Regions from separate parts of the Callithrix jacchus genome. Here region 2 is linked to region 1. The links are chromatin contacts, called in public Hi-C maps. All regions are on one chromosome and are shown on one strand. Each heading gives the region's core, a stretch centred on a gene start, on an enhancer-like site or on the middle of the called end of the contact. The rest is flanking DNA. Distances are from core to core; before and after follow the strand shown.

Evidence for each region. Hi-C and Micro-C count contacts between places; a contact is called where the count stands out from the background.
Region 2: a Hi-C map of induced pluripotent stem cells shows a contact between it and region 1, with 1.8 times the contacts expected there. The contact joins the enhancer-like site here to the promoter of KCNJ12 in region 1. A contact is called at or near these places in 2 of 3 Hi-C or Micro-C datasets (induced pluripotent stem cells and skeletal muscle).

Annotation. Positions count from the first base shown.
Region 1 is chr5:64,617,011-64,620,415 of calJac240_pri, reverse strand. KCNJ12 (potassium inwardly rectifying channel subfamily J member 12) reads left to right here and starts at 1,813. Exons shown (of 5, transcript XM_078372349.1): 1 at 1,813-2,322; 2 at 2,706-3,184.
Region 2 is chr5:64,673,198-64,676,602 of calJac240_pri, reverse strand. MAP2K3 (mitogen-activated protein kinase kinase 3) reads left to right here. Exons shown (of 12, transcript XM_078372351.1): 12 at 1-122. Among named protein-coding and RNA genes, the nearest start is that of MAP2K3, 32 kb to the left of the region's middle. Within about 2 kb of position 1,907, at least 4 of the 16 cell types and tissues checked have an H3K27ac peak or open chromatin away from gene starts, as enhancers often do. A contact at or near this core is called in skeletal muscle, where this site is marked.

The DNA of each region.
Region 1 (3,405 bases), core at 564-3,063:
CCAAGCCAGCCCTCTAACCCTGCTCCAGAGGGCCAGAGGCCAGGTGCCAGACACCCACAGAGGCTGCCCTGGCCTGACAAGCCTTCCAGCCCTGTTCCTGTGGCTCTGGCTTCCGAGGACCAAGGTGACCTGGGTGGTTGCCCTGGCTTGGCCCTGGCTCATCCCAGCCCACACTTGGCCCCCAGCGCCACTCCCTTGGAAGACCAGACCCTGGCACATTGAGTTCTGAGCACAGAGCTGGCTTGAGCCTTCAGAAGTGAAAGACTGTTTCACAGACAGAGGTCCCATGAAGGTCGCTCCAGGGTCTGCTCAGCTCCAGGCACAGAACTGAAAACTTCTCTGGAAGCCTAGAGCAGACACACCGAGAGGTCCAGCCTGACCACAGGGATAGGGGACAGTGGGAAAACAGAGGACTTGAGAGAGCCCAGAGCCAGAGGCTGAGCTGCGGGGCAGGTCCTGGAGGCTGGCTTCTGGCCTTCCCAGCATTGGGAATTCTTGCCCGACCCTGCTGCCCGGTCATGAGGCTTTATTCCATTTACAAAATAACTTGATTTAAAAAAATTGCGAAAGCAATAAATGCTTGCTGTACAAAATGCAAACAAAACAGCCCTGAAAGCGTATGATGTGCCCACACGCCCGGAGGGCAAACGACTCCTTCCTCATGGCCGAGTGAGGCTGGGCTGCGCACCTGCCCATGTCTCTCGCCAGTGAAGGGAGGCATGGGCTCTCACCAGGTGGGCCTGAGCCCAGAGCCCCGAGAAAACAGGTAGACACCTTCCTCCGAGCAGCAGTGAAAGAGGAAAAGGTCCCAGGAGGACACAATCACCAACAATTTGTCTCCAAACTTCCAGATTTTTCTCTTTGCGAAGCAAATCTGTCGTTTTTATTAACATAAACAGAATCACGCAACAGGCCCCACGCTGCCTCCTGATTTTTTTTTTCTCTGCATGTGTTGGGGGTACAGTGTGTTTTGGACAGCTCACACTGCTGTCAGGACCTATTTCAGCATCAGGCCCGATTCAGAGGGGCCCTGGTTCCAGGGCTGCGGCCCTGCCCCCACGAGGAAGGAGGGTCACGGGGCTGGTGCTGGGGCAGAGGCCCTATCTGTGGAGTGATGACCCCACGTGGGGACAGGGAGGAGGCAGGCAATGCCCACCAGGGTGGAGAGGGGCTGATAATTGGCCGGATTATCCCGGCGGGGAGGCCTCCTTGGGGAAGCTATTTTTAACTCTGAGAGATGCTGCAGCCACTTCCCTCTCTCTCTTTATTGCCCTTTATTCCTGGGGCCTGCAGGCTGTGCCCGCCTTCCTGGAAGCTCTGTCCCTTTAGAGGCAGGGAGGGATGAAACGCTCCCCACACATCATACAGAGTGGTCCCCACATGGCTCTGCCAGGCAGGGTTCTCATGCGCCCCGTTTCAGAAAACGAGTGAGAGCTTCAGAAAGCTTGAGGGGATTTTGGAGGACTTACTGGTCTTTTTACATCTATCGCTTTCACCAGCAGCCCCTTGAGGCTGTTGGAAATTTCCTAAATTAAAAATGGGATGGTTTTGGCTTATAATAAAAAGCCCGGGGTGGATCTAAGGGGCTCCAAAGACCAGCCCAGATTCTTGTTTCTCTCAATATCTCAGCTCTGCTTTCTCTGGGTGGGTCTCATTTCATGTGGGCTCACCCCACGTGGAGGCAAAGGTGACGGGACCCCTGGCCAGCCCCGAAGCCCTGGAAAATACAGCTCCTGCTTTCCCGCAGACCCAGCGAAAGTCCTAAGGCTGATTCTCATTGGCTGGCTTCAATCACGTGTCCATCCCTCAACCAGTTGCTGTGATGCTAGCAGCCAGACCTGGGTCACTCACCTACCCCTGGGCCCTGGGGCTGCCCCAGGCCCACAGGAAACATATGGTAGAGGGTGTGGTGTAGGAGGAGGGAGACCCCAAGAACAAGGCTCTCAGAAGAGCAGCTTGGACACGGGCGGACTTGGACCAGCATCTCGCATGCCTCTAAGTCTCGCCAGGACAAAAACTCTGACACCCAGGCCTGGCCAGGAGATGCCAGATGGAGCACGGCTGAACGTCGTGGCCTGAGCCCGGGCCCTGGCGGCTGCCTTCCGGGCCGCGGTTAGCGCATCCTCCTCCCAGCCGCTGCTCCAGCAGAGGGCGGGGCCGCGGGAGTGCTGGAGCCCGCACACGGGAAATCAGTAAACCGGCCAGCTCCAGGCCCAGCTGATCAATGCCCGCTTCCTGACGGGGCAGGAGGGACTCAGTGTCCTGTTTCCAGGGCCACCAACCGTTCCTGAAGTTCCGTGTGCCTCAGATCAATACCGCAGGGTCAGCCAGGGGCCCGCGGGCACCTAGGCAGGGGGAGGGGCGTGCGCATGTGGGTGCGACTGTGTGCGGGTTCGAGCCACGTTCCCACTGTGCTCCGGGGGCAGCCGTGTCCTCTTGGGGCAAGTGCTTCTACCCACCCAGGCGTCATTTCTCTGTGCATCTGCCTGTGGCCTGTGGTGCAGGTTGGCATTTAGCCTGCAGCCTGGTGCCTGCCTGGCACGTGGTGGGCGTCGGCCCTTGTCACCCTTGCTGTTAGTATCTTCAGAGTGTCTAGTGACAAAAGGTATTAAGGAAAGAGACTGGGCTGAGGGCGGGGCTGCTGGAACTGGGCTCTTCTCTGAGGCTCACTGCCTGAGTGACAGATCCTCTTTCCACCTTTCCAGGTAGGCTGTGGACCCGGCTCAGGTGGAAGAGGACCCTACCAGAAATGCATATCCTGGAACCGGCCAGCACCTGGCCTCCCGCCTGCCTTATGGTGGGTGGGGGTGGGAGGCCAGGTGAGACCCAGACCCGGGCAGCCTGCCTGGAGGAGGGGGCAAGGCTTGTGATGACAAACAGTCTGATTTCCGGGGCCAGCGTGGCTTCGTGATGGTGCAGGTGGAGTTGGGAGTGGCTGTGACGGCCAAGCTGTGCAGAGAGGAGGCTGGGAGAACCCTCATGGCTGAGACGTTCCTGAGCTGGGTCTGTTAGCACTGGTCTGCACTCATGGCATGCCCTTGGTGTGCCAGGTCCTGGCCTGCAGACATGCCTGGAGGACAAGCTCCTGCCCTCCTGGGGGTGCCATGCTGGTGGGGGATATGACAGTGAGCCAGACACCTCAGAGAGTGGCCAGCTCGAGAAGAACACACGCTGGGCACAGCAGGTGAGTCCTGGTGGTTGGCAGGCCTCTCACAGATGTGCCACCGCAGCTGCCCTTGCATGTAGGGTAGTTTGGAGGTCAGTGTTCCTGATGGAGGGCAAGGCAGGCACCAAGGCCCAGCGACAGAATTAGGCTCCTGGTGTCCCAGGGCCTGGATGGCCAGCCAGTGTGTTCAGAAGAGAGTGGCTGAGGGGAGGGTGTCTGCGGCCTCAGGGACTTTGGCT
Region 2 (3,405 bases), core at 658-3,157, 56 kb before region 1:
TGGTGTTTTAAAAAAAGAAAATATATTTTTTTGAAAAAAGGACTGCCCATCCTGGGTCCTTTCCTGATGGGTTGGGGCAGGTACCTGGTTGCTGTTTTAATTAAAAAAAGATAAGGACTAAAGGTTGTGTAAGACTATGTGTGACACCTGCGAGCCCCCCTCGTACTCGGGGAAGGTTGTGGTGCCTCGAGGGACCCTTGCCTCTGGGCTAGGGCCAGGGTGGCGTGCTCAGGGGAGGGAGGGCTGCCGACCCACCAGGCCCTCCTACATCTGAGGACACAGAGGCCTCCAGAGGGCTGTGACAAGGTGACATCCTGTGACCATCCAGGCACCAGGCCCTATACTGACGCTGGAAAGAGCAGCGAGCATGCAGGCCCAGTCCCCTGGTGGCAGCCACCCATCCCACTGTCCTGGAGCAGTGATGACAGCCAGGTGCACAGAGTGGTGAGCACCCAGACACTGTGCCTTGACTGGACACAGTGGCCTCATGGAGGTTACATGACCTCCATTTACAGATGGGAAAACAGAACCAGAGAGCTGATTATCACTTGCCCAAAGCCATACAGCTTATAAGACAGAAGAACAGACTAGGGGACAGGTAGTGGGCTCCGGAGAAGGCTCTGAGGGGAGTGGGGACAGCTTAATGAAGGTGCCCATGCAGGGTCCCCTCTGGCCCCATGACACTAGCAGCATGGCCGGGCAGCAGGGAGTTTGTTCACGTAAGCGGGGTGTGCTTGGCTTCGGTACCTTTGGATTCGGAAGTTCAGCTGATGGCCTGAAGGACTTGGGTCCACCTTGGTTGTTCATCAGTCTCAGTTCACCCCCTCATGGGGACCAGCCAGGACCCAGGGACTCCAACAGCTTGGCATACCGGACCCAGCATACCCCCAGATCCCAGTGCTGGCTCGTACCAGCTGGGAAGGAGTCGCATTCATCCCGATGCTGGGAGGGTGGGCGTGATGGCCCAGGTCAGGTCAGGCATGAGGGGACTCAGCCCGCCATGGCTCAAGGTCCAAGAGCAGGGCCTTTGTGGTCCTCTGAGGAAGGTTAGGGTGTGTTCCCAGGAGGAGGGTCCCCATGGGGTCTGTCTCTGCACTCCTCCTGTCCTCCAGCCCCAGTCTGGGACAGGCCTCTGCCCACTAACCCTTCCCTGGCACAGGGGCTAGCAGTTCCTGGGAGCTCTTGTCTCCCTCCCTCCATCCTTCAATCATGAAGACTTGTTCTCACCCCAGGGCCTTTGCACTGACTGTCCCCTCTGCCTAGAACACCCCCTCCCCCGACTTTTTATGGCTGCCCCCCCATCCCGGTCTCCCATGTCACCTCCTAAGGGAAGTCTTCCAGGATCATGGTGGCTCAAATAGCCTCTGCCTACCAGGCCCAACCAATCTAGCGCATTATCCTGAGTTATCCAGGCAGACCTCACTTGCCACTGTTGTGTCGTCAGCGCTGAGGATGCTGCCGACACCGAGGGATCCCTCGGCTTCTGCTGAATGAACACATGAAAGAATGAATGAGGGAGGGAGGGAGGAAGGAAGGGAATGAATCGCTTGCCCAGGCGCCAGCGGGGCCACCCACCCGGGTACCGGGGCGCGGTCCCAGGCGCTATTTCCTGCAGCCGCCAGGGGGCGGTAGAGCTCGGCTTCGACCGCGTGCCCCGGAGCCCCGCCCGACCCCGGGCGCCGGTCCGAGTCCTCGGGAGCGCGGGGCCAACACGCGGCTGGGGGCCAAGGGCTTGCCACCCGTCAGCCCAGCTCGGTCTCCGAGGCCGGCCTGCCCGTGTGCACCCCCTGGCCCAGCACTCGGGGCTTCCAGGGGCTCTGCAGTCTGCGGAGTGCCGCGGACCTCAAGCCTAGCGATTTACCGTGCGCGTCCCTGCGGATGACCCAGCGTGCCGCAGCTCACCGCGCCCCTCGCGGCTCGCAGGCCTGGCCGGACGCCGCAGCCCTTCACAGAGAGCCGGCCCTCCGCACACGACTGCCGCCCGGGTGGTGTCCAGTTCCCTTGCGGCTTATGGGGCCCTTTGGCTTCTACAGAGCGTGTCCAACCATCAGAGTGGGGAAGCCAGTGTGCAGATCAGTGACATCTACAAAGCCCAGGCCCTGACACTTTATACTACCCACGACCTCCGTGGAGGTCCCAAGAGGCGCGTCCCCTCTCCCATGTTTCCTGGAGGAGGTGTGGGATGGAGGTGGGGAATGGCCCGACCCCCTCTCCCCCGAGGCCAGACGCCCGCATTTCCTGTCAGGCAGCAAGGGCCGGACAGACGCCTCTTCCAGTCCCGGGATTAATGAGTCTCTGGACCGGGAGATGGCAGAGGCACGTGGACTTTCTGTTCAATTACAGCCGTGAGCGCCTGCTCATCAGGCAGCATTAAAAATGCAGCAGACAGGCCTAGCCTCCTGTAATCCCAGCACTTGGGAGGCTGAGGCAGGTGGACACCTAACATCGGGAGTTCGAGACCAGCCTCGCCAACATGGTGAAAGTCTGTCTCTACTAAAAAAAATACCAAACTTAGACGGGTGTGGTGGCGCACGTCTGTAATCCCGGCTATGCGGGGGGGACTGAGACAAGAGAATCGCTTGAACCCGGGAGGCGGAGGTTGCAGTGAGCTGAGATGATGCCACTGCACTCCAGCCTGGATGACAAGAGTGAGAGATTCCATCTGAAAAAAAAAAAAAAAAAAAAAAAAAAAGGCCAGGCGTGGTGGCTCACGCCTGTAATCTCAACACTTTAGGAGGCTCAGGCGGGTGGATCCAGCCTGGGCAATATGGTGAAACTCCATCTCTACTAAAAATACAAAAATTAGCCTTGGTGGCGCTCGCCTGTAGTCTCAGCTACTTGGAAGGCTGAGGCAGAAGAATAGCTTGAACCTGGGAGGCTTGCTATGGAGGTTACAGTGAGCTGAGATCGTACCACTGCACTCTAGGCTGGGCGACAGAGCGAGACTCCGTCTCAAAAAAAAAAAAAAAAGAAAAAGAAAAAGAAAAATACAGCAGACAGGCCTGCGAAGGGTCAGGGAGGCGGCGGAGGGAGGATTTGGTGAATTCCCTTCTAGAGGCCAGGGCGGGAAGCCTCTCCTCTGCTCAGATCTCTGCTGTGGCTCCTGCCTTTGGTGGGGGCCTCCTGATGGTCCACGGCGCCTCACCCTGGTGCCTGCTCCCGCCTCCCTGTACCCTGTGCCTTGCTCCCTGCACTTTACCCAGAGCCTGGCAGCAGGGCCTCTGGACTGGCTGTCCCATTCTCTGCCTGGAATGCTCTTCCCCGGATGTGCTACCGCTCAGGGGTCTGCTCAGATGTCACTTCAGAGAGGCCTCCCTGATCACCCTCACCCTGCTACACTTTATTTATTTATTTTTTTTTGAGATGGAGTCTGGCTCTGTTGCCCAGGCTGGGCTGGAGTGGCTC